Regions from separate parts of the Sus scrofa genome. Here all the other regions are linked to region 6. A link is a contact called in public Hi-C, HiChIP or PLAC-seq and promoter capture Hi-C data. All regions are on one chromosome and are shown on one strand. The core of a region is the stretch at or near the end of the contact, and the rest is flanking DNA. Distances in the headings are between cores, read along the strand shown. Region 1 holds the start of TMEM201 (transmembrane protein 201). Region 2 holds the start of GPR157 (G-protein coupled receptor 157). Region 3 overlaps LOC110261093 (a long non-coding RNA gene). Region 4 holds the start of SLC25A33 (solute carrier family 25 member 33). Region 5 has its middle 70 kb from the start of SLC25A33. Region 6 holds the start of SPSB1 (SPRY domain-containing SOCS box protein 1).

The links. Promoter capture Hi-C pulls out the DNA fragments that hold promoters and counts their contacts. A called contact is a pair of places that touch in the nucleus more often than the background predicts. HiChIP or PLAC-seq counts read pairs in DNA pulled down with a chosen protein or histone mark.
Region 1: a promoter capture Hi-C map of liver shows a contact between it and region 6, with 4 times the contacts expected there. The contact joins the promoter of TMEM201 here to the promoter of SPSB1 in region 6. A contact is called at or near these places in 4 of 5 promoter capture datasets (fetal liver, fetal skeletal muscle, liver and 1 more), 14 of 47 Hi-C or Micro-C datasets (alveolar macrophages, embryonic fibroblasts, fetal liver and 8 more) and 2 of 2 datasets of contacts at active chromatin or transcription factors (alveolar macrophages and skeletal muscle).
Region 2: an H3K27ac HiChIP or PLAC-seq map of alveolar macrophages shows a contact between it and region 6. The contact joins the promoter of GPR157 here to the promoter of SPSB1 in region 6. A contact is called at or near these places in 2 of 47 Hi-C or Micro-C datasets (embryonic fibroblasts and epiblast stem cells) and 1 of 2 datasets of contacts at active chromatin or transcription factors (alveolar macrophages).
Region 3: a promoter capture Hi-C map of skeletal muscle shows a contact between it and region 6, with 15 times the contacts expected there. The contact joins the enhancer-like site here to the promoter of SPSB1 in region 6. A contact is called at or near these places in 3 of 5 promoter capture datasets (fetal skeletal muscle, liver and skeletal muscle), 25 of 47 Hi-C or Micro-C datasets (adipose tissue, blood, embryonic fibroblasts and 14 more) and 2 of 2 datasets of contacts at active chromatin or transcription factors (alveolar macrophages and skeletal muscle).
Region 4: a contact with region 6 is called in an H3K27ac HiChIP or PLAC-seq map of alveolar macrophages. The contact joins the promoter of SLC25A33 here to the promoter of SPSB1 in region 6. A contact is called at or near these places in 1 of 5 promoter capture datasets (fetal liver), 1 of 47 Hi-C or Micro-C datasets (heart right ventricle) and 1 of 2 datasets of contacts at active chromatin or transcription factors (alveolar macrophages).
Region 5: a Hi-C map of alveolar macrophages shows a contact between it and region 6, with 3 times the contacts expected there. The contact joins the enhancer-like site here to the promoter of SPSB1 in region 6. A contact is called at or near these places in 4 of 5 promoter capture datasets (fetal liver, fetal skeletal muscle, liver and 1 more), 27 of 47 Hi-C or Micro-C datasets (adipose tissue, alveolar macrophages, blood and 14 more) and 2 of 2 datasets of contacts at active chromatin or transcription factors (alveolar macrophages and skeletal muscle).

The regions. Positions count from the first base shown.
Region 1 is chr6:69,971,813-69,975,797 of Sscrofa11.1, reverse strand. It overlaps TMEM201 (transmembrane protein 201), which reads right to left and starts at 2,420. Exons shown (of 10, transcript XM_013998955.2): 1 at 2,173-2,420. The coding sequence starts at 2,285.
Region 2 is chr6:69,579,661-69,583,596 of Sscrofa11.1, reverse strand. It overlaps GPR157 (G-protein coupled receptor 157), which reads left to right and starts at 1,941. Exons shown (of 4, transcript XM_021095284.1): 1 at 1,941-2,432. The coding sequence starts at 2,046.
Region 3 is chr6:69,902,638-69,906,684 of Sscrofa11.1, reverse strand. All of the region lies in intron 2 of LOC110261093 (a long non-coding RNA gene), which reads left to right. Among named protein-coding and RNA genes, the nearest start is that of SLC25A33, 30 kb to the left of the region's middle. Within about 2 kb of position 1,609, at least 2 of the 83 cell types and tissues checked have an H3K27ac peak or open chromatin away from gene starts, as enhancers often do. A contact at or near this core is called in skeletal muscle, where this site is marked.
Region 4 is chr6:69,933,421-69,937,292 of Sscrofa11.1, reverse strand. It overlaps SLC25A33 (solute carrier family 25 member 33), which reads right to left and starts at 2,483. Exons shown (of 7, transcript XM_003127538.6): 1 at 2,150-2,483. The coding sequence starts at 2,205.
Region 5 is chr6:69,862,821-69,866,753 of Sscrofa11.1, reverse strand. No RefSeq gene overlaps it. Among named protein-coding and RNA genes, the nearest start is that of SLC25A33, 70 kb to the left of the region's middle. Within about 2 kb of position 1,578, at least 8 of the 83 cell types and tissues checked have an H3K27ac peak or open chromatin away from gene starts, as enhancers often do. A contact at or near this core is called in alveolar macrophages, where this site is marked.
Region 6 is chr6:69,718,738-69,722,659 of Sscrofa11.1, reverse strand. SPSB1 (SPRY domain-containing SOCS box protein 1) reads right to left here and starts at 2,122. Exons shown (of 5, transcript XR_002344884.1): 1 at 2,107-2,122; 2 at 1,697-1,848.

The sequences.
Region 1 (3,985 bases), core at 1,171-3,670, 250 kb before region 6:
GGGCTGGAGGGAGGCAAGACTCTGCCACTGAACAGCTGGGTGTCACTGGGCAGGAAAGGATCTCTCCACACCTGTTTCCTCTTCTGTAGAATGGGGACAACAGCACCGCACCTGCCCGCCAGGTCACAGGTGGCCCGGTCAAGAGGACTCCGCAGGTGGGAAACCAGGTCGGCTCTGCCCTTGAGAAGCGCTTTGCAGCCAGTCCTCCGTCCGCGTCCCTCCATCTCCGTGCTGAGCACGTAAACACCCACTCGGCCAAGTCCATTTCCAAAAACAACTCTCCTCACATGCCCTCCCGAGGGTCATTCAAAACCTGCACTGCGCCAAAGCCAACGTTCCTCGCTGTCACTATTCCACCCTGAGAGGGAGAGGGTTCCATCTGCGGGGTTGGTCTTGCTTCTGAATGGTGACAGTGGCCAATTTATGATCCCCAGACAAAAGCCAGTGCTCTGGGAGGATCACGGAGCCTCCTGGGAAAGGTTGGTCCTTCTCAACAGGTCCCAATGCCACACCACAACTGTACCAGTGCCACACCACTGGTATCCTCCCAGCACACCTTCAAACCAGCTCACCCAACACTGCACCCAGGCCCAGATGCCTGTCTGCAGCAGCGGGAAAGCTGGGGCTGGCAGCCAGGACCCCTGGGAATGCTGCTACACAAGACAGAGCTCGAGGCACAGTGAGCAAACCTGGTCCTAACCGGGCCACGCCAACCCAAGTAGGGCTGCCAGGCTTGGCAACAATGCCAGCCCAGGCTCCCAGCCCTGGACGGACCTCTCCCGACCCTGGGTTAACTGGAAGGCTGCAGTGTGAGGGAGAAACCAGACACTGGACGCAGTTCTGCTGTCAACATGCTCTGGGAATCTAAGCAAGCAGCGGGCACTGCTGCGCCTCAGTTCCCTCGTGTATCAAGCGACTGGTTTGAACCAGCTGGTTCTGCCACCCCTCCAGCTTCCAAGAATTGGGCAGAAGCTGGGACACGTAGAGATGTGGCTTGTCAGGGACCCCCTGAGGCCACCCCCTCCTCAGCCTGCCAGTCTGGCTCATCCTGCAGATAGCTGACATCCCTCCCACCCCTTCCTCCTCCAGGAAGCCTGTGACTCAGTCGCCCTCACTTCTCTTCCCCTGGGTGAGAAGCAGCGTACGGTGCTGCCTAAGGAAGAACAGACCAACCCTCTGGGTTCCAATGCCAGCTCCCAGCTCCCTGACTCGCTGCTGGGTGGCCGTGGGCAAGTTCCTTCCTCTCTCCCACCGAAAGAGCTGAGCTTCCCACCTCCCTTGCTGATTCTACAAACCCACTCATTCTGTCCCCAGAATGTTCTCACAACCCCCTCTTTTTCCTTGTTCCCTGGGAAGGTGGATCAAATGAGGACACAGTGGGGCTGCCCCTGAGGCCTTGCTGGAGCAAGAAGCCAGCTCTTCGTATGGGGGGAGGGGGCGATCAGCGTATCTTTAAGCCTGGGCCAGGGCAGGGGACACCCACTGAACCCCAGCAGCAACCCGGCCCAGTTTTAAACACCTCTGAAGTATGTCAGGTTTTCTGCTCTTGGAGGCAGTAGGGCCAAGGGGTTAGGGATGCAGGCTCCATGGCAAGGATGCTTCAGCTCACACCCTTACTCCTCTGATTAATAACAATTTATGTAGCTCTTTTGTCCCTCCGCTTCTCTAGGGAAGGCAGGGGTTGTGCCTCTGAAATGAGCTAATGTGAGATTAGAAGGACGCCTGAGACAGCGTATACAGACCAGAAACTGCTGGCTGGGATCACGCTACTCCAACGTGCTCCTGAGGACCAGGGATGGGGGCTGAGTCGGAAAAGAGAGCGGCCCGAGCCCCGCTCGGCTCTCCCTCAGGGTCTGGGGGCCCTGAAGACCCTGCGGCTCGGCCATCACAGGTCTCCGCGGGGGAAGGAAGTTCATAGCCCACGCGCTGGCTGTTGCCGCCCGCCCCACATTCCTGGGGACCCTCAACCCGATCCTCAGCCGCTTCCCGACCGAGGATTCGCAGCCCGCTCTTCTTTTCTGAGGCGGGGGCGTGCACGACGGGGCTCAGCGCGGCACACACGGGCCCCACGCCACACCGCGGCCCCGGCGCGCACGGAGAGGGAGGCTCCGGAGCGCCGGGGCGGGAGGGCCGCGGGCGCGGGCCGAGGCCGCGTGGGCCGCGCGCACTCACCTCCGCGCGATCCGGTAGAGCAGCACGCCGGCGGCGGCGCACGCCGTGACCCCCAGGCCGCCGGCCAGGCCGGCCGTGGGGCAGCGGGCCAGCAGCGCGCTCACTCCCTCCATGGCTCCTCGCGCAGGCGGTGGGCGGCGGCGGGCAGCGTCGGGAGGCGGTGGCGGCAGAGCCGAGGGACGCAGGCGGGACGCGGAGCGGCGGCGCGCGCCTCCCCGCGCCGTGACCTTCGCCGCTTTGTAGCCGGCGCGGGCCCGCCCCCTGACTCGGCGCGCTCCCGCTGCGCAAGCCAATCGAAGCGCCGGGCGAGCCTGGTGGGCGGGGCGCCGGCGGAAGTGGCTGTGCCGCTCGGAGTGCGCCCCCCGGCGGCAGGAGGTGGGAGGCTGCGTGGAGCCCCGTCCGCCCTCCACCGCTTCCTCCGCACTCGCCCGGCGCCTTGCCCAAAGTCGGCTAACTTCAGCATCTCCAGTTACTTGCCAGATCGTAACTAGTCTTCCCCTCTTCTCCCTCCACCGCTAGTCCAGGCTTCCCAACACCTAGACAAGCCGACCAGTTGCAGCAGGTTGGAGCTTCTTAAGCCACTTCCCCTGAAGCCACTCCAAATAAGTTTGTAGGAGTTCCCTTTGTGGCTCAGCCGTTAACCAACCCAGCTAGGATCCATGAGGATGCGGGTTCGATCCTTAGCCTCGCTTAGTGGGTTAAGGACCCAGGATTGCTTTGTGCTGTGGTGTAGGTCGCAGACACGGCTCGGATCCAGCGTTGCTGTGGCTGTGGTGTAGGCTGGCAGCTGCAGCTCCGATTGGACCCCTAGCCTGGGAACGTCCATATGCCGCACCAAAAATCAATCAATCAATCAATCAATCAGTTCGTAGAAACACGAACCCTCCCTGCACACCACCAATCCCCACCAATAAGGAGGAGGTTGAATATACCACAGGACAGCCATGCTTCAGAACATAAATCCAACTATTAGAATGTCAGGGCTACAGGGACTGGCCTAGAGGGGTGAAATAGTTTCATAACAAAGTGATTTGCACATTAATATTTATATCTAAGTTTGAATAAACTCCTATAATTTATGTTTGTAGGAATAGATAATACTGAACAGCAAACAGTTACCTCAGAAGAGCAGGAAGATTATCCAAGAGTTTTAGTATTATTGGTTTGCACTAAATTACTTTTGTCTTTTGAGGGCCACACTTGCAGCATATGGGGGTTCTCAGGCAAGGGGTCGAATCCGAGCTGCAGCTGCCAGCCTACACCATGGCCATGGCCACACCAGATCAGAGCCATGTCTGTGACCCACACCACAGCTCACAGCAACACCGGATCCTCAACCCACTGAGTGAGGCCAGGGAGTGAACCAGCATCCTCTTAGATACCAGTCGGATTCGTTTCCGCTGAGCCACAAGAAGGAACTCTGTGCTAACCTCATTAAAAAAAAAAAAAAAAAAAAAAAGCGAGTTGGAAATGTTCGTATTTAATTACAATGTACTTCTCAGCGTTCCCACACTTCATGCTTTTTGAGGTCAACATTAGAGTCCTTACTGTCCTAGTGAGCGATGGGTTTTTTATCAGCAAATGTTACCTTTGTTTCATGCTGCTGGCTAATCTGCCCCACAGTCTAGTCCTGTGCCTTCACCAGGACCTGCAGGAGGGAAGGGAGCAGGGCCCCAAGCCTAGGCGGTGAGCAGTCTGCCCAGAAGTGCGTCTTTCTTGGGAGGGGTGTTAGCACCGAGGCTTTCCTTTGGCGCGTGGCTGGTTTCACCGCTCATGAATGAATCGCAGTGAAGCTTCCCTTCAAAAAGTGAGA
Region 2 (3,936 bases), core at 692-3,191, 140 kb after region 6:
CCTTAGCTGTGAACTTCCATAGGCCACAGGTGTGGCCCTAAAAAGCAAGCTAATAAATAAATAAATAATAGGCAAGAGATCCTAACACACATTTCTCTAAAGAGGGTATGCAAATGAACAATAAGCTTATGAAATTATTTACATCACTGTTAGAGAAATGTAAATCAAAACCACAATGAAACACCACTTCACACTAGTAGAATCCAAAAGCAGATAATCAAAAGTGTTAGAATGTGGAGAAGTTAGAGCTGCAGGAATATAAAGCGGTGCAGCCACTTTGGGAAACAGTCTGGCAGTTCCTCAAAAAAGTTAAAAATGGAGTAACCATATGACCCAGCAATTCTACTCCTGGGTATGCACCCAAGAGAACTGAAAATCTATGTCCACACAAAAACTTGGATATGAGGAGTTCCCATCATGAGTCAGCAGTAACGAACCCAACTAGTATCCATGAGGATGCGGGTTTGATCCCTGGCCTCTCTCAGTGGGTTAAGGATCCGGTGTTGCTGCGAGCTGTGGTGTAGGTCGCAGACAAGGCTCAGATCCTGTGATGCTGTGGCTGTAGTGTAGGCCACCAATGGTAGCTCTGATTCAACCCCTAGCCCAGGAACTTCTATATGCCTCAGGTTTAGCCTTAAAAAGACAAAAAAAAAAAAAAAAAAAAAGTATATGAACATTCATAGCAATTTTATTTATAATAGCCAAATGTGGTTATCAATTAATAGGCGGAAAAACAAATGTGGGATATCTGTACAATGGAACATTACTCAGCCACAAAAAGGAATGAAGCCCTGTACATGCTATAATGTGGATGAAACTTGAAGACAAAGTGAAAGAAGCCAGTCACAAAAGACCACCTATTATTTGATCCCATCTCTGTGAAATTTCCAGAAAGGTAAATCCACAGAAGTTGGATTAGTAGTTGCCAGGAACTGGAGGGGAGAGAGCGATGCAGAATGACTACAGGTAAAATATGAAATTCAACTGAGTGAATCCTAAAGATCTTATTGGCTTTATTCACCAATCATGAATCATGCAGCATCACTCTGAAGGGCTGTACGAAGTGGAAGGGTTTCATAGACAAGAGATGGGACAAGGGACGGATTCTAGCAAAGAGCTGATTATTTCAGGCAAGACTCCCTTCTTTAGGCACATGGCAGGGGTCTCTCTGATGGGTTGCTTCACTAGTGCTGAGCAGGAAATTCCAGATTGACTGGTTAAGGTTACATTCCTGGGAGAGGTTGAAACTACAATTACATTAAGTATTAAATTTCGGTTTGGTGATGTGAGCTTAGCACAAGTGATTCCATTTTGGACCCATCACCCCTTGACACTACTGTGTTTCTTTTCGAGGGAATGAACACGTGGAATTAGATAAAGATGATGGTTGCACAAACTTGTGTACACACACACACACACAGAGCCTGGCTCTAACGAAAGAAGGTAATATTAGCCCTAAAAATGCCAGTCCATCCCTCCCCAGAACTGGACGTCCTAGCTGTCTGGCCAGAGCCAGAGGCTCTGTGGGGAGGGGGGGTAGTGCAGCGCTGAGGAATGGACCACGGGCATGAAAGGAACCGGGGGGCAGGGGCGGGGCTTAGGGATGGTGCTGGGGAGCTGGGGGTTTGCCTGGGGTCTGGGGCGCTGGGCAGGGAAAGGCTCAGAGCCCCGCGCGGGGCCACAGTCGGGACGTGGGGGCCACGGGGTGGAGCGTGGACACGCAGGGGCGTGGTTCGAGGGCGGGGGTGGGGCGCGAGGGCGGGGCGGACTTGGGCGCCACCGGGTGGAGCGCGGAGGGCGCGGGGGCGTGGCGTGGGGCGGGGGCGGGGCCTGGGAGCAGGGGCGGGGCGGGGCCTAGGAGCAGGGGCGGGGCGGGGCGCGGGCGCGGGGCCCAGGGTGGGCCGGGAGGGCCGGGAGGGGCAGGGACTCGGGCGGGGCGGGCGCTGGGGCGCTAGCGGCTCGTGGGTCGGTGCCCAGACGGCGTCTGCCGGACGCGGGGCCGGGCCTCTGTCCTGGCGGCGCCCCGGCCCGCTCCGCGCCCGGCCATGTCTCCTCCCGCGCCGCCCACCGAGCTGATGCCGTCGGAGCGCATCGTGGTGTTGCTCTCGTGCGTGCTGTCCGCGCTCGGCTCGGGCCTGCTGGTGGCCACGCACGCCCTGTGGCCCGACCTGCGCAGCAGGGCGCGGCGCCTACTGCTCTTCCTGTCGCTGGCTGACCTGCTCTCGGCCACCTCCTACTTCTACGGGGTGCTGCGGGACTTCGAGGGCCCCTCCTGGGACTGCGTGCTTCAGGGCGCGCTGTCCACCTTCGCCAACACCAGCTCCTTCTTCTGGACGGTGGCCATCGCCCTCTACCTGTATCTCAGCATCGTCCGCACTGTACGTGGGCAGGGGGCCAGTCGCCTGTTCTGGGCTTTCCACATCGTCAGGTGGGTGGCAGCGGCGGTCGCAGCTTTCCCTCTGGTCCCCTGACACCCTCCTGGGCCTTTTCTGCTGCCCCTGTGACTCTCGCCCCCCTCTGGTCCCCGCTTCTTGGTCGGACCCCTGGCCAGGCCCCCGGCTGGCAGGGTCTGGTGTCTGCTCCTGCCCCGGGGCAGCTCGGGGCCAGCGGAGTGATGCTAGGCTTGCCGAGAAGATGAGCTTGTTCTGAACATCGCCGCCAGGGGTACCCCTTTGAGGTGGCCCCAGCTTGAGCCTCCCAATGAGGTAAGCGCCTCAGAGCAGCCCCTGGAGGGCAGGGGCCCAGAGCTGGCCCTCAGAGCACTTCTGGTAACTTGGAAGCACCTCAGCTGGGCCCTTGGCCTCCTGCTTAGCTGCATCCTGGCCATCTCTGCTGTGGGCGGGGCTGAGGAGCAGCACCTGGGAACCAGGCTGGGCCATGAGTGTGGTCCACTCAGCAACTCCCAGGCTTCCCTCCACCCAGCTCTGTGCCAGCCGTGCGCAGAGCTTCGGCTGTAAAATTTAGGAAGAACAGTCCTGTTTATTCTTATCTTTGCTCATCTCGAAACCTCAGGCCCCAATCCCTCATTATCTCGGTTCTAGATCTTGACTTTCTTTCTGGAGTTCAGCAGCTCTGAAGTTGAGGGTCAGTGGCAGAGGCTGGTCTGGAAGGAGAGCTGCCAGCTGCCTGCAGTCTCTGAGAGCAGAGAAAATCAAGGCCTGGTCCTGCCCTGCCACGGAAGTGTCTGCCCAAGTTACCTTCACCTATGGGAGAAGGTTGCCCCTTCCTGGTGTAATCTCAGGATTCAAACATCTGGAGGTGTCCTGTGCTGAACCCAAGGCAGGAATTTATAGAGCTTCCTGCCTCTTCTCCCTCCTCTAGATAAGAGCACCAAATGCTGCCCTAATTATAGGTCTTCTCTGTTGAATACTTGAGTTCTTTCCAAGGGACTGAGGACAGTCAGCACTTTGGTAGAGACAGGTCACCTGGGTGTCACAACAGTGAGGTCACAAGTCTGTAAGAGTCACTTGACCTGCAGGTCTCAGAGCTGTTGGATGGAGGCCAGCTGGTCCTTGGGAAACCAAAGGCCTGCTTCTCAGCCGTTCAAGTCGGAGTTTGTGCAACCAGGCATTCAGACCTGCCTCAGGTGCCGCAGAGACCCCCAGAGAACAGGGCTGCTCTTCCTCCCTCTGTGTCCCGCCTGATCTCTGCGTCTGTTTTGGAGACCAACCAGTGCTTGGCAGGCTGGTTAGGTGTGGGCATCGTGGAGCTCACATGTACTTGGAAAGAGCCCCAAGACCTTCTTTGCAAGCTCCTCTTCTCTTTCCCCGCTTCTTTTTTAAAATACTGAATATAGGGAGTTCCCTGGTGTCTAGGGGTTAGGATTTGGCACTTTCAATGCAGCAGTCCAGGTTCATTCCCTGATCTGGGAACTGAGGTTCCACATCAAGCTGCTGAATGCCATGCCTAATAATGATGATGATGATAATAATAATA
Region 3 (4,047 bases), core at 360-2,859, 180 kb before region 6:
TTATAAGAGTTTCCTTGTGACTGAGCCGGTTAAGGATCTGACATTGTCACTATGGTGGCTCAGGTCACTGCTGGGGCACAAGTTCCCTCCTCAGTCTGGGAACGTTTGCATGCTGCAGGAGCAGCCCCCCAAAATTATTTATTTATTTGTTTGTTTATTTATTCTTTGTAACCAAAATGTGTGTATTGGGATCCTTTCCCATTCATCTTGATTCAGGGCATTTCAGTGCTGCTTCCCCCGAAGGACCATCCTTCTGTTCACCTTGCTTTTCCTCCTGTGTGCTGGCAGAGGACAGGCGAGCACAACACACGAAACTGTTGGTGCAAGGCTAAGATGCTGCTTGAGGGAGTTCCCGTCGTGGCTCAGCGGTTAATGAATCCGACTAGGAACCATGAGGTTGTGGGTTCAGTCCCTGGCCTTGCTTAGTGGGTTAAGCATCTGGCGTTGCCATGAGCTGTGGTGTAGGTTGCAGATGCGGCTCGGATCCCAAGTTGCTGTGGCTCTGGCATAGGCCGGTGGCTACGGCTCTGATTCGACCCCTAGCCTGGGAATCTCCATCTCCATATGCCACGGGAGCGGCCCAAGAAATGGCAAATAGACGAAAAAAATAAAATAAAAAAAGAATCCAGCTAGTCTCCACAAGGACATGGGTTCGATCCCTGGCCTTGCTCAGCGGGTTAAGGATCTGGTGCTGCCATGAGCTGTGGTGTAGATCGGAGATGCGGCTCGGATCCCGCGTTGCTGTGACTGTGGTGTAGGCTGGCAGCTGTAGCTCCGATCAGACGCTTAGCCTGGGACCCTCCATATGCTGCAGGGGCAGCTGTATATAGACGGCATTTGATTTTATAGCATTCTGGGCATTTCACACCCAGGAAATAGGAATTGGGGCTCTGTACCGGGTGCTGCTTTTGTGTTTCCTTTTCTCTGGAGAGCGTTGAAGGAGATCCTTTGTGAGAGTCATGTGATTTTTTTTATCTCTCTATTTTTTTTTTTTTTTGGCTGCCCTGAGTTCCTGGGCCAGGGATCCGATCCAAGCAGTCAGGACCTAAGCCACAGCTGTGGCAATGCTGGATTCTTAACCCACAGTGCTGGGCCGGGGATCAAACCTACGTCCTAGTGCTCCTAAGATGCCGAGGATTCCGTAGTGCCACAGTGGGAACTCCGAGAGAGGCATGCTCTCATGGGAAGGTTGTCACCACTGGCAAAGGTAAAATATGTGTTTTATAACCGTGTTGGTATAAAGATAAAAACATAATTCTGGCTGGATTTGCTGGTATATATTTATTATTAACATAGTCTCTATTTTCTTCTGATTTTTGTAAAGTAATTGAGCCATTTTTGTGGGCTCCTGAAAGCCCCAGGGCCCGGGGACTCCTGCTGGGCCTCCTTCCCATGGCTGTATTAGTCTTTGATGATTGTTGGTATCCAGGTTTTTTGGGGCTAAGCGATTTACCCACAAAGTTGAATTTCTGCTCTGCCAAAGGCCCCTGGGGTGGGTAGCCTTGCTCCCCTAAACCCACAGATGTGGAGGCTGAGAAATGAGGTGACTGGTCCAAGGTCAGGCACAGCTGGGGCTGAGCCCAGGGCTCGCCACACCCACAGCCACAGCACCTGTGCCACGGTCACTGCCAGGAATAGAAAGAACAGTACAGAAGGAACCATAGGGCTGCGGCCGCATCTGGGGCCCCGCTCTGCTTTCCCACCCCTTCCCTTGACACTGCTGGGCTCAATGTCCTCGGTGTTGCTCAGTCAGTACCCAAGGCAGCTGGCACCCTCCAGCTTCTGCTATCTCAGGCCCAGGGCCACTGTCCCATGACAATCAGTCAAAGGCATCCCTTCCTCAAGACCCTTGATTGTCAGGAAACTGGTGCACTGACCGTACCCATTTGTGGCATGTCCGGGATGTGAATGGTTCTCCCTCTGATGTGTCAGGGGCATATCCTGCCCAACCTTTCAGGGTGGCCCCGTGTCCAGGACTCTCATGCCCCAGCACCACTATCTGCTTTCAAGGATCCTTTAAATGATGATCGGCCAGTCCTGGTAGAAAGCTAGAGATTAAAGTGTTTGCAGGGGATTTCCCATCGTGGCTCAGTGATTAACGAATCCGACCAGGAACCATGAGGTTGTGGGTTTGATCCCTGCCCTTGCTCAATGGGTTAAGGATCTGGTATTGCCGTGAGCTGTGGTGCAGGTTGAAGATGTGGCTCTGATTCTGCATTGCTGTGGCTGTGGTCTAGGCCAGAGGCTACAGCTCCGATTAGACCCCTAGCCTGGGAACCTCCATATGCATGGGAGTGGCCCTAGAAAAGGCAAAAAGACCAAAAAAAAAAAAAAAAAAAAAGTTTGCAGTAGAAAGGAGGGGGCTGGGAGAAAGTTTTCAGACTGGCACCAGAAAGAGGGTTAAGGGGATGCAGTTGGAGCTGAAAGAAGAAGCCCAGGCTGCCTGGTGGACATCGTGGCCACATAGGGACCTGCACTACACTCTTTTAGGGAGTGGTACTTGGGGTCAGGAACATCCAACATAGTATGAGCCAAAAGTGAGCCTTGGAACATCCATCAAGTGGTACAAAAGGAAAGATGAAGGCAAAGTTAAGTCTGCCTGGGCATAAAGGACAACCAAGAAAGGCTTAGAGAAAGAGAAAATATGAGCTGGATTTTGCAGGATGAATAGGAGTTCGCTGTGCCAAGAATCCAGGAAGAACATTTAAAAAGATGTGTAGAAGAGAAGCAATAGAGAGGCTGAAGACTCTGGAACTTCCAAAGACTCCCGTGTCACCCGTATTCTGGCACAGAAACCCCACCCCCCATGTTACAGTGTTGGTTTTTTTTTACTGACATCTCTTTCCCACTGCACTGCAGGCTCCTGAGAGCAGGGCCTGGGTCTAGTTTGGCTTGTATTTCAGAACCAGGCTTTGGGCCTGGCATAAAGGGGATCTTGGTAAATATGTATAGGATGAATGCACTACCTAGAGATTTATTGTCTGTTGCAGCAGAGTTTAAGGGGCTGGGGATTAGAATGGGAAAGTAAGAGGAAGCAAGTCTGAAAAGATCAGCTGCAGACATTGTGTGGGCCTAGGGGCTCTGCCCTGGCATCTGTGTTTCACCAGGTAGGGATGTAGAGTCAACAGAAGGGTGATCCAGACCTGCCTAGGTGGGGTGGTCTCCAGTTCAAATGGGAAGAGCCCCAAAATAGCAGAGAAGAGCTGGGGAAATTGTTGGGATTGTAGGCTTCTGGCCATATCTACTTGGTTTAAAATGATAGCAGTCCCACTGAGCGTCTCCCAATTAGAGGCATGAGTCAGGAAGAACATCACAACTTGCTGGGTCAATTTTGTTGGGGTGGGGGGGTATGGCAGCCTATGGGACTTGTAACCTGTCACAAGGTTAGTGCATAAAATTATTCACTCATCACCATGACTAAGTGGGGTTTATTCCAGGTAGGTAAGGTTAGTTCAACATTCAAATGTCAACAAATGTAATCCATCACATCAATGCAAAGAAGAGAAATCACATTGATATGATCCTATCAATAAATGCAGAAAAAGCATTTGATAAAATCCAACATGCATTCATGATTAAAACTCTCATCAAACTGGATAAGGGGGAACCTACTCAATTTGGTTAAAAAAAATCTGCAAAAACCTACAGCTGACATCATATTTAATAATGAGAAGCTTGAAGCTTTCCTGCTAAGATCAGGAACAAGGCAAGGATGTTCCTGCTCACCACGCCTTTTCAACATGGTGCTGGAAATCCTGGCCAATGCAATAAGATAAGAAAAGGAAATAAAATGTATATGGGTTGGGAGCAAGGAAGAACGAAACTGTCTTTACTCACAGATGACATGGTTGTCTATGTAGAAAATCTGAAGGGATCAACAAAAAAATCCTGGAACTAATAAGCAATTTTAGCATGGTTTCAGGATAAAAAGTTAATATGTAAGTCAATTGCTTTCCTGAATACCAGCAATAAACAGCTCGAACGGAAATTTAAAAAATACATTAATATTTATATTAGCAGCCCCCTCAAGGAAATACTTCTGTGTAA
Region 4 (3,872 bases), core at 1,234-3,733, 210 kb before region 6:
GACCCCCTCACAGTCTCCAGAGGAGACCGTTTGGGGGGTGGGGAGATGTGCCTGGGCTGTGGGATGGAAATCCTGTGAAATCAGATTGTTATGATCATTATACAACTACAGATGTGATCAATTCATTTGAGTAATAAAAAAATGGAAAATACATAAATAAATAAATAAATAAATAAATAAAAGCCCCCCCCTTACTCAAAACGGTAAATCAAAATCATGGATTACAAAATCATTTTTGAAACAATTACCCCTCATAGCTTCGTAAATGACTTTAATAACATGGCCAACTTGTTTAAAATTCCCCAGAATGACAAATTAATATGCTGTCTGAATTTAGGAATGCCTCTCACCCCTTCTAAAAGCAAATATCAACGGAGAGATAAAGCAAAAGGAGAGGGAACAATAGGGTGGAGATGAAGGAGAAATCCTTCCTAGACATGAAGAAGAACCAAATTTTTTGAAGAAACAAAGTAACCAGGAGTTCTGTTCTGGCTCAGTGGAACTGGACTAGGAACCAAGAGGTTGTGGGTTCGATCCCTGGCCTTGCTCAGTGGGTTAAGGGTCCGGCGTTGCTGTGAGCTGTGGTGTAAGTCGCAGACGAGCTCGGATCCTGCGTTGCTGTGGCTCTGGTGTAGGCTGGAGGCTACAGCTCCAATTAGACCCCTAGCCTGGGAACCTCCTTATGCCGCGGGAGCGGCCCTAGAAAAGGCAAAAAGACAAAAAAAAAGAAAGAAAAAAAGTAACTGGGTAATCAACTACAATAAAAAGTACAAAGAGCTCAGGAACACTTTCATCATGGTTATTTTTGCAGATAAATTCTCAACCACTACTTGCTTGTAATAAGGAACCTATCTGGGTAGCAACGCAAATAGGAAGCTGCAACTAAAATACTCAAATCAAGATAAAAATCTGGAGTTCCTGTCATGGCGCAGTGGTTAACGAATCCGACCAGGAACCATGAGGTTTCGGGTTCGATCCCTGCCCTTGCTCAGTGGGCAGATGATCCGACGTTGCCGTGAGCTGTGGTGTAGGTCGCAGACGCAGCTCGGATCCCACGTTGCTGTGGCTGTGGTATAGGCTGGCAGCTACAGCTCCAATTAGACCCCTAGCCTGGGAACCTCCGTATGCCGAGGGAGTGGCCCTAGAAAAAAGACCAAAAAAAAAAAAAAAAAAAAAGATAAAAATCTAGGATAAATCCTACTTTATGTAAAATGCCCTATACTTAAAAATGGCTGTGCCAGGCCTGTGAGGCGCTCAAATAAGACTCCAAACATTTAGGCGACTTCAAAAGGACCCAAAGCAACCCAAAGCCATTAAAAGAAAAAAATTTACCAATACAAAACATTTTCATTTTTATTTTCCGAAAAAAACAAAAACACCAGCTCCCTTCCTAACCCCCTACCATCCAACCTCCCTAAAAATATGCTTCCTCCACTGAAAAACATCAAGTGCCATAAAGATCAAACTAATGAACGCTTTAAAAACAGGGTGCATCTTAGAATTACGCTGTTTCTGACGATGGACATTTCACAGCAGTTGAGAAGCATTTCAACACACCTTCCTGATCTCACTTTGCCCGTAGATTCCCCCATCAGTCCTCCCACAGACTGCTGACCCCAGGATCACGGTTCACCAGCACTTTCCAGGCCCCTGCAGATACCCAACACCTGCAGCCCTCCCGACGGTCTGAACTCGCCCCTGTGCTACCCTGAGGAACTACCGGGCCAAACCGAGCATCCACAAGGTTGCCCAGGGCCTTCGGAGAAAGGCCCTGGAGGAGAATACAGGCAGGAGGGCAATTAGTATACTGTGCCCAGGAAGGACCATCCCGAGTAACACTCGTAAGAGCAGCCACTAATTGTTTAAAAGGAGAAAAAGCTAGAGACATCTCGGGTTGGAGGATGGGCACGGGAGGGGAACGGACGCAGGGTACAATCACTCTCCCGAGATGCAGCTGGGAGATGGGACAGGCCCCGAGCTTCCCCCCCGCAACCGGGCCTCCCCACTGCCCCGACGCCGGCACTTCCTCCTCGAGAGCCAGCGTTTCAGCCGGGGGAGGGCAGGTAACCCTACCCGGAGCACAGAGGGCACCGGGAGGGCGGGGCCGAGGACGAGAGGCGGGGGCGCGGGGTCAGACCGGGACACTCACCCGCCGGCGAAGAGGTGAAGCAACGTGTTCTCCTTCTGTTGAGTGCCCGTCGCCATGGCCGCGCCGGCTCCGCGGCCCGCCGCCGCCGGCTGCCGTGGGCTCGAGGCCGCTCGACGGATACGCAAGGTAGCCGCTCCACTGGCCCCACTGCCCTTAGGCAGCCGCCCGCGCCGCCTCCATGCGTGGCGCGCGCGCCCCGACGACCGGCACCGTCGGCCTGCACCCTCCACCGCGTGGCCGCAGGCGCCTCACCGGCCTCTGCGGCGCGAGCCCGGCAGCAAGCGGGAGCCTGGCGCGCGGGCGTCGTGTGCGGAGTCCAGGTCGTGACGTCACTCGGCGGCGCGAGCCCGGGGCGGTGCGCGGTGGGGGTGTGGGCCCCGATCCCGAGCGCCCATTGGCCGGAAGGCGGAAGTGGGCGGGGTGACTGGGCAGCGGGAAGGGGCGGGGCTGGACCAATGCGCGTGGAGTGAGAACCGGCCGAAGCTGCCTTGTCCCTGATCTGGAACGCGCAGAAACTGCACTGGGTCGAGTTTAGCGGGACCCTCCACCTGGCCTTTTTTCCTTTTTTCAGTCAAGTTTACTTTGTGATACATAGGATGTGTAAAAACGTATATAGATTATGTATGACCTCTCATATCTGTGTACTAATCTCGCAGTTTAGGGGGAAAAACAAGGTCCAGACAGCCTGAACCCTCAGTATACCAGCGGTGGTATCCTTTGGGTGTTTGGAGGTTTTTGTTTTTTGTTTTTTAAGGGCCGCACCCAGGGCATATAGTGGTTCCCAGACGAGAGGTCAAATTGGAGCTGTAGCTGCCGGCCTACACCACTGCCCCTCGGAATCGGAGCCATGTCTGCAACCTACACCACAGCTCACCGCAAGACCAGATCCTTAGCCCACTGAGCAAGGCAAGGGATTGAACCTCTGTCATGGATGCTAGTCAGATTCGTTAACCGCTGAGTCACGATGGGATCTCTGTTTTTGTGTATTTTTGATTTTTCTAGAAATACCATCCTGTGCTGCGATACCTTTTTGGCCTCTTTTCTGTTCATCTCCAGCCCAGACCTCTGAGCTTCAAGCTTCTATATGAGAGCTGCTTATTTACTTTAATGTCAAACCCAGTCTGGCGACCCATTAACTCCAAGTCTCCCAACGCAGGCTTTCCCTGCCCGCCCCTCCCCCTCCCCCGCAACACATGATTCTATTTAATTTCCTCACAGAGATGTTCCCCTTGTGGCTCAGTGGTAACGAAAGGGACTAGCATCCCTTGAGGACCCGGGTTCCATCCCTGGCTCCATTTCCATATGCTGTGGGTTCCGCTCTAAAAAGACCCCCGAAAAAAAAAATTCCTCACTTAGGCTTCTGCAGTTACTTTGTTGTTTTATTTGTGTAAATTGTCCTGCCCCTGGAGTGTAAGCCTCGGAGTGCAGGGACCTTGTGTCTTTTTGTTCATGGTGTTTTCTGACAAGGTACCTGCCACTAATAATGATCAAGAAACTAATTCCTGAACAGAATTCATCACTTCATTCTTCCCCTCCCCCAAATCTGTCTGTTTCTTGCATTTCCTGTTCTGGAGAATGGTGACTCAACCGTCTGCATAGCTCCCAATACCAGAAACTTTCTCCTTACTTTGGACTTCTCTCCCTCCCTCCCTCTCTCTCCCTCTCTCTCTCTCCCTAGCGCTCTCTCTCTCCCCCCCACTTCCCCCCGCCCCCAGCCCACCTG
Region 5 (3,933 bases), core at 329-2,828, 140 kb before region 6:
GCTCAGTGGTTAACAAACGCGATTGGTATCCATGAAGACGCATGTTCGATCCCTGGCCTTGCTCAGCAGGTTAAGGATCTGGTGTTGCGGTGAGCTGTGGTGTAGGCTGCAGATTCGGCTTGGATCCCACGTTGCTGTGGCTGTGGCTGTGGCCGGCAGGTACAGCTCTGACTGGACTCCTAGCCTGGGAACTTCCATATGCCGTGGGTGAGGCCCTAAAAAGACAAAAGACAAAAAAAAAAAAAAAAAAAAAAAAAGCTCTTATTTTCCTGCTTCAGTGAAAATTAAGCATGTTTTCATGTTTGGTCATTGATGTTCTTGCATTTCCAGAAAAAAAGAAATCTATCCCAAATTTGGCATATTGGAGTTGCCGCTGTGGCACAGTGGGTTAAGAACCTGACTGCAGCAGCTGGAGGCGTGAGTTTGATTCCTGGCCCTGGCACAGTGGTTAAAGGATCCGGCATTGCTGCAGCTTCGGCTGGGATTCAATCCCTGGCTGAAGAACTTCCATACGCCATGGGTGCAGCCATTAAAAAAATAGCATTTAAGGTCAGAGAGTACCTGCAACCTGCAGGTCTTCTCCAGTGGGGTTGATGATGCCGGGAAGGAATCGTCTACATTTCTATCTCAGGGTCCCTGATGGGCCTTCGAGAGCCTGGCCTCAGGGACCTCCCGGCCCTCGCAGGAGATGGGCGCCAGCCTCCTCCAGGTGTCTGTGCGCGGAAGTCCCTCTCGCCTGATTCCAAAACCGTCGGTGGCAGATCCCTGAGAGGAATAACAGAATGCTTGGAAGGATCCCAGCTCCTGAATAACACATATGGCGGAGAGAGAAATTCCTGTTGGATCCCCAGTGACTGGGGTTCAAGCCCAGAGCCCCTTATTGACGCTGCGTGCACAGCCACATGTGTTCTTTTATGGGAATCAAAGCATCCGCCCCTGGATGGAATCTGGGTCCAGGACTGGAAACATCGGGCGTGAAAATTGAAGCCTGGAGAGATTGTGGCAGCACTGGGGCTGCATCCAGAGCTCCCTCCCCATAACTTCCTCTCCGCTTCAAGCTGGGGCCTGGAAAGCCCGGGATCCATCTTTGGCCTTTCACGGCCGTTTCCACTTGACCCAGAAGATGGGCACTGATGTTGGATTGTTCTGAGACCAGAACTTTTTACAAGCACGTGGCATGTGTTTTTAATCTTCCCTGGGAATTTCTGTCATCATATCTGGGGCCACAGCAGTGATGCTGGCTGGTTATGGCTTCCTTCCCTAGGACCGGTGGGCAGCATCTGGGACCCCAAGGGACCCCCTGGCCGTCTGCCTCTCCCTGATCTCAGCCCTTCAATGCCCTATGCATCTTCCCTGGGATAAACACCCCCTCGCCCCGCACTTGGCCAAAATCTCAATTAGGACCTCCAAGACTGAACTGCATCAACCTCCCCTTGCCCGATCAAGGATGCAGCCCTCGAAGGGACACGAGCAAAGCTGCTCCTCTTGGGATCTGCACAAAGGTGGGAAGACGCTGGGCGACTGAAGGTGGAGGCGTCGAAGCTGGGCGCTTGGGAGGGACGTGGGGATCTGCCCTCGCCAGAGGGCGCCACACTCCTTTACTGCTCCCTGGTCTTGCTTCCAGGTTTCAGAGGCTCAGGAAACAGGGTCGGGGTGCCTTCCAGATTCTCAAAGCCACCACTTTGCCAGCTACTCACAGGCATCACACTTGCCCACGGGGGAGCCCAGTGGTTTTATGGGAGAAAACTCGGCTCACCTGATGAGATCTTTGATCAAATAACCAGCTTTTGTATTGAGCAACCGACAACAAATGGCGTTCCCTTCTTCGTTTCCATTCTGTTTTATGACTCAGAAATAATTTCCCTCTTTTCCAAGTACAGCATCAACCCCATTTGGGATCTTTAGTGGTAAAACAACCCGAAAGAAGTAGATCTGATGGGGAGTTCCCTTGTGGCGCAGCAGGCTAAAGGATCAGTGTTTCACTGCTGTGGCTCGGATTCAGTTCCTGGACCTGGGAACTTCCACATGCCTCGGGGGTGGCAAAAAAAAAAAAAAAAAAAAAAAAAAGAAAAAAAGAAGGATCTGACAAAAGGGAGCCTTTCTCTAAAAAGAGCCTGTTTAGGAGTTTCCGTCGTGGCTCAGCGGTTAACAAATGTGACGAGCATCCATGAGGATGCAGGTTCAATCCCTGACCTCACTCAATGGGTTAAGGACCTCGTGTTGCCATGAGCTGTGCTGTAGGTCACGGATGAGGCTCCGATCTGGTGTTGCTGTGGCTGTGGTGTAGGCCAGCAGCTGTAGCTCTGATTGGACCCCTAGCCTGGGAACCTCCATAAACTGCGGGTGTGGCCCTAAAAAGACAAAAAAAAAAAAAAAAAAAGAAGCAGAAAGAAAAAAGAAAAGGAGGCGGGGTCTCAACCAGAGTTCCCTTCATGGTGCAGCGGAAAAGAATCTGACGACGAACCAAGAGGTTGCGGGTTCGATCCCTGGCCTCGCTCAGTGGGTTAAGGATCCGGCATAGCCATGAGCTGTGGTGTAGGTCACAGACGCAGCTCGGGTCCCAGGTTGCTGTGGCTCTGGTGTAGGCCGGCAGCTATAGCTCTGATTAGACCCCTAGCCTGGGAATCTCCATATGCCCTTGAGAGTGGCCCTAAGAAAAGGACAAAAGACAAAAAAAAAATTAAAAAATTAAAAAATAAAAAGGGCCTGTTTACAGACCTGTTAATCTAGTTCATGAATTTTTTTTTCCGCTTTTTTTTTTTTTTTTTAAAGAGCCACACCCGCAGCATGTGGAGGTTCCCAGGCTAGGGGTCTAATCGGAGCTGTTGCTATCGGCCTACACCAGAGCCACAGCAACACCAGATCCGAGCCTCGTCTGTGACCTACATCACAGCTCACAGCAACGCTGGATCCTTAACCCACTGAGCAAGGCCAGGGATCCAACCTGCAACCTCATGGTTCCTAGTCGGATTTGTTTCCACTGTACCACCACAGGAACTCCCAGACCTATTAATCTCAGGTGCAGCTGCTATGCCAAGAAACTGTACCAAGACGTTTTTCTTTCTTGGTGCTGTTGGTTGTTCTAAGATGGCCGTGACCAAAGTCCTTGGCCACACAGGGATTGGGCCACCCTCTGCCACATGTACCTGGGAGGGTATCTCAGGACAGACTGCATCGTTGCAGGGCTCACAGTCCGTGGGCCCCATGAGTGAAAGCTGCTCGGAATCCTATGTAGGAAAGGCCAGTCCCAGAGTAGTGAGAGGAACCTCGATGTTCCCAGCAGGTGAGCGAGAGGAGGGGGTCATGCCACTAAGAAGTGTGTGTTTATACCTGTGTGACTGCAAGTGTGTAAAAGTTACAAGGATGGAGTTCTGTGATGGCTTAGCAGGTTCAGGGTCTGGGGTTGTCACTGCTGTGGCTTGGGTTCGATCCCTGGCCTGGGAACTTCTGCATGACACTGGCGTGGTTCCCCCCCTCCACAAGTCACAAGGATGCAATGCGGTGTGGTCCCTCCCCTCTCCATTCTGCCTGCCGGTGCGCTTTGCTCTCAGGCACAAAAGCCAGGCCCCAGGGCAGTTCACGGATGCTCCCACTAGTGACAGGCTCCTGGCCTCACGGGGCTCCGTGTTGATAGCGGTGTAGGTGGCCTTCCCATCTGGCCCCCCACCCACATGCCCCAGGGCGCCTGGAATGTTGGGGAGGGCAGCTCAGGAGACCCCACAGTCTAAATACTTTTATGGCAGAGCCCCCAGATCACTCCCAGGGCTGGGGGCCCCGGGCCTCAAAAAGCAGCTCTGGGAATTCCCACTTTGGCACAGCGGGTTAAGGATCTACAACAGCTTGGGCTTGATCCCTAGCCTGGGAACTTCCTTATGCTGTTTCATCAGGGGCCTCCACAGGTCAGGTTGGCTGGGGGTCCCCTGGGATCTGGGA
Region 6 (3,922 bases), core at 873-3,372:
GCATCCCTGGTTCTGTGATTCCTCAGTGAGGGAGAAGCCTGCCTCCGCCCCTAACGCTTCATCTAGCACTTTCCACCACAGCATTTGGGGGGGGAGGTGTCAGGAAGGGGTGCAGCAGAGAAGGGAGGGGCAGCCCCGCCAGCCCCGCCCCCTTCCTTGCCTGCCCTCCTCACTCCCAAACCAGGGTTAGGGGGTCCGCCTCTCCCCGCAACTGTTCCACGGGGCGGGGGGGGGGGGGGAGAGAGAATTCTTCCAAGGACACCAAGCTTTAGTCACCAGAGATGGCATTCTGACCAGCAACACCTGTTAAAACTCAACTCATGACCAGTTTCTGATGCTACTGGCTGGAGCATTTAATTAAATATTACTCACTCAGGAAGCAGCCCCTGCCAACTCACCCCCAAACCGAACAGTTCATTTTCAGAGAAAAAGAGAGGGAGGGAGGAGCCTGCGCCCTCCTCAGCTGGTACCAGCAGAGCTTCCCTGGTCCCCTGTCTCGGGGGCCAGCGCAGCCCTCTTTTCAGAACCAAGGGAGGCAAGTCCAGTTAAGCAGCTCAGGAGCCAAGTTAAGCAGATCTCAGGAGCCAGCGGCCCCCGTGCCAGGTTACCATGGACCGTACACACACACACACACACACACACTCACTCTCTCTCTCCTCTCACGGAGACTCACACACAGATGCATTCAGAAATGCACACTAACTCACACAAAGACACACACGTGCACTCAGAGACACACAGACAATTGCACAGACACACGGAAGCCCTCAGACATATTCACATACACTGTCACACGTATTCACGCACACACACAGAGATGGACTCGCAGACACACACAGCCCCCTCACGTACAGGCACCAGCACACCCCACACTCAACCCACACCAACTGCAGTCTCTCCCTACAGACCAAGGCCCCCGGACCACCCTTAACGTTCCCAGGAGCTTTTGCCTTGAACTTGAACAGGACAGTTACCGCCGACAGACCCAGGCTGCTCTGCTTTTTCTGTTTTAATCTTATTTCCTGACAGCGCACTCGGCTCCCCCTGGGTTGCCGGGAGAAGCCGCGGCGGCTCCGGGGCGGCGGGGAGGGCGGCGCCGCCCGGGGTGTTGCCCGGCGGGCTTCCCGGGGGAGGCGCCGCGGGCAGAGCTGGGGAGCCCCGAGGGGGCCCTTCGGGCCGCGCTGCAGACCCGGGTCCGGGCGGGCGGGAAAAACGAAAGTAACTTCGTGGCGCGGGGTCGCGCTGCCCCCGTGCGGAAGGGCCAGTCGGCGCCCCCGCCTCGGCCGCAAGGATGGTCGCGGGACCGGAGGCCCCAGGGCGTCCCCGCACCCAGAGGTCGGAGGGGGCCGCCGCGCGTCCCGGGCCCCCTTTCTGAGTCTGCAACCTCCGAAACTCAACCCCGGGGGCGACGGTCGCCGGGGCCGCCGGGACTCGCGCCCCGTCTCGCCCCCGCAGGTGGGACTGGGGGCCGTGCGACCTGTCCGTGCCTGCAGCGGCGGGAGCGGTGCTGGGCGGCGCCTCGACCCCCCTCCCGGCACCCACGGCGAAAGAAGGGCTCCCCGCGCACCCCACCTGGTCCCCAGCCGGGACCCTACCCTGTCTCCAGTGCCCGCTCGATCCCCAAGTCCGCTTGCAGATCCCGCGCGCATTCGGCCGAACCCCGACCCACCCAGTCCCCGTGCCCGGGCCTGCCTACCGCTCCGAGGAGGCCGCCGCCGCCGCCAGCTCTCCGGGGCCGAGGAGGCTCCCGCCGCCGGGAGGGAAGTCGCCTCCTTCCCGCGGCCCGGGCGCCAGCGCTTGGAACCTGGTTCCTGCTGCGAGCGCGCGCAGGCTGCCCGAGCGCGACTTCTGTGCAAAAAAGAAAAAGCAACCGAAGCCTTTAAAGTGGAAAAAAAAAAAAAAAAAGCGCCGGGGCGGGGCCGCCCCGCCCCCGCCCCGCCCCCTGCTCCGGGCCGCCCCGCCCCCTGCTCGGGCTCCAGCGGCAGCTCCGGGCTCTGTGCTTGGCAGGGGCGGCAGCGGGGCGCCGGGCGGACTGCGGGTCACGTGCCCGGCGATGGCTCCACCGCCCCCGCTCCCGCCCCTCCTCCGCCCGGGCAGCCTCCCTACCCCCAGGCCATCCGCGCGCTCGGGGCCGAAGCTGAGCGGCCGCGCCAGGCAGCGCCGGAGCTGTGGTCCCTCCGCAGACGTCTTTGGGAAACGCTGGGCAGCCCCCGCTGGGCAAGAGCCCGAGTTGCAACACCAGGAGGGCCGCGGCCGTGCCGCCCCGAGTGGAGGCGGGGGGCTTACTAATAATAATTTTTCAATTCTCTTGGGAGGGTCGGGGTTGTTTCGGTAACCTCTGGAGCAAGGCCTTGCTTGCCTCATCTGAAATTCCCAGCAGTTTGGAGTTCCGTAATTTTAGGACACAGGAGAGGAGTTCGTGGGCCGGCAGAGAATCCAAGGACTCCCCGCCCTGTCCGAGCCACCCCCTGCCCCCACCATGCATTTCCGTCTTGGTACCCACAGGGACACTGGGCTTGGGACGCCCAGACCCTTGGGATCCTGGCACCTCTACACCCGCAGCTCGTCCTCGGCTCTGGGCACGAAGCTGGAGGCGGTCTGCTCCAGGAATGTTTGTTGAATGAGAGAATGAATGAATGAATGAGCGATTAAGGGGAAGGTATCCATCCCCCACCCCCCTCCACCAAGACGTCTCCAGATAAGTGTCCTGTGGCTCTAGCTCATCAAAGGGCTTTTCCTCCCCCGCCCCCAACAGAACAGTCACTTGCACCCTAGAACTGGGACGATTTTAAAGAAAAAACGTTTTAAAGATAAAAACCTCTTTACATTCTTCCACCCCTTGTGTGTCCTGTCCACTGCAGGGAATGGGGAATTAACATTATTGGAGGGAGTTCCCACTGTGGTTCAGCAGGTTAAGAACCCAGCTAGCATCCATGAGGATGCAGGTTCGATCCCTGGCCTCTCTCATTGGGTTAAGGATCCAGCGGTGCTGCAAGCTGTGCCATAGGTAGGGGGTGCAGCTCAGATCCCGCATTGCTGTGGCTGTGGCTTAGGCCAGCGTCTACGGCTCCCATCTGATCCCTAACCTGGGAACTTCCATAGGCAGCATGGGTGGCCATAAAAAGACAAAAAACAAAAACAAACAAATGAAAACATTAGTGGAGAAGTTATTTCATCCTTACCATCACTCTCTAAGGGCAGTTGTAAAGGTGAGGCAGCAGTTACTGGCCAAAGGTCCCGCTGTAGCAGAGCGTGGAGCCCAGCTAGACTCTGAAATCCCAACGTTTGTTTTGGTCTTCTTACCTCACTGGGCTGAAAATCACTTTTGTTTTGGATTTAAAAATTACTGAGGCTCACGGGCAAGATGGGTCTGCGTTCTGGACTCAGGTGAACTCCCCCGGTTTGAGTTGTCTAGGATATTGAACCCCAGCCCGGCAGGGGGGCCGCTGCTGAGCCCCTGCCGGGCCTTCCTGGGACAGCTCCTTCCCCCAGAGACTCTGCTTTGGCTCCTCTCTGAAGTACCTAGATAACAGTATCTGATGCAGAGTTCTTGAGAGGTGAAAATCGCCCTCAGCAGAGGGAGGAGGTGATTGTGAGCACAAAGGTCCCCAAGCCTCCTGGAGCCTGAGGGTTGATCACATTCCTCTCTGTGACTCCGCCCTGTTACCTTACCATCAGCCAATCAGAGGTCCCTGCATGAGCCCATCACTTACCCCCTGCCACCTGCCTCTCCCTGGCTTGGCTTTGTTGTGGTTGTCCTTGTTTTGTCTATTCTAGGGCCACACATGGAGGTTCCCAGGATAGAGGTCTAATCAGAGCTGTAGCCACCGGCCTACACCACAGCTCACGGCAACGCCGGCTCCTTAACCCACTGAGCGAGGCCAGGGATCGAACCCGAAACCTCAAGGTTTCTAGTTGGATT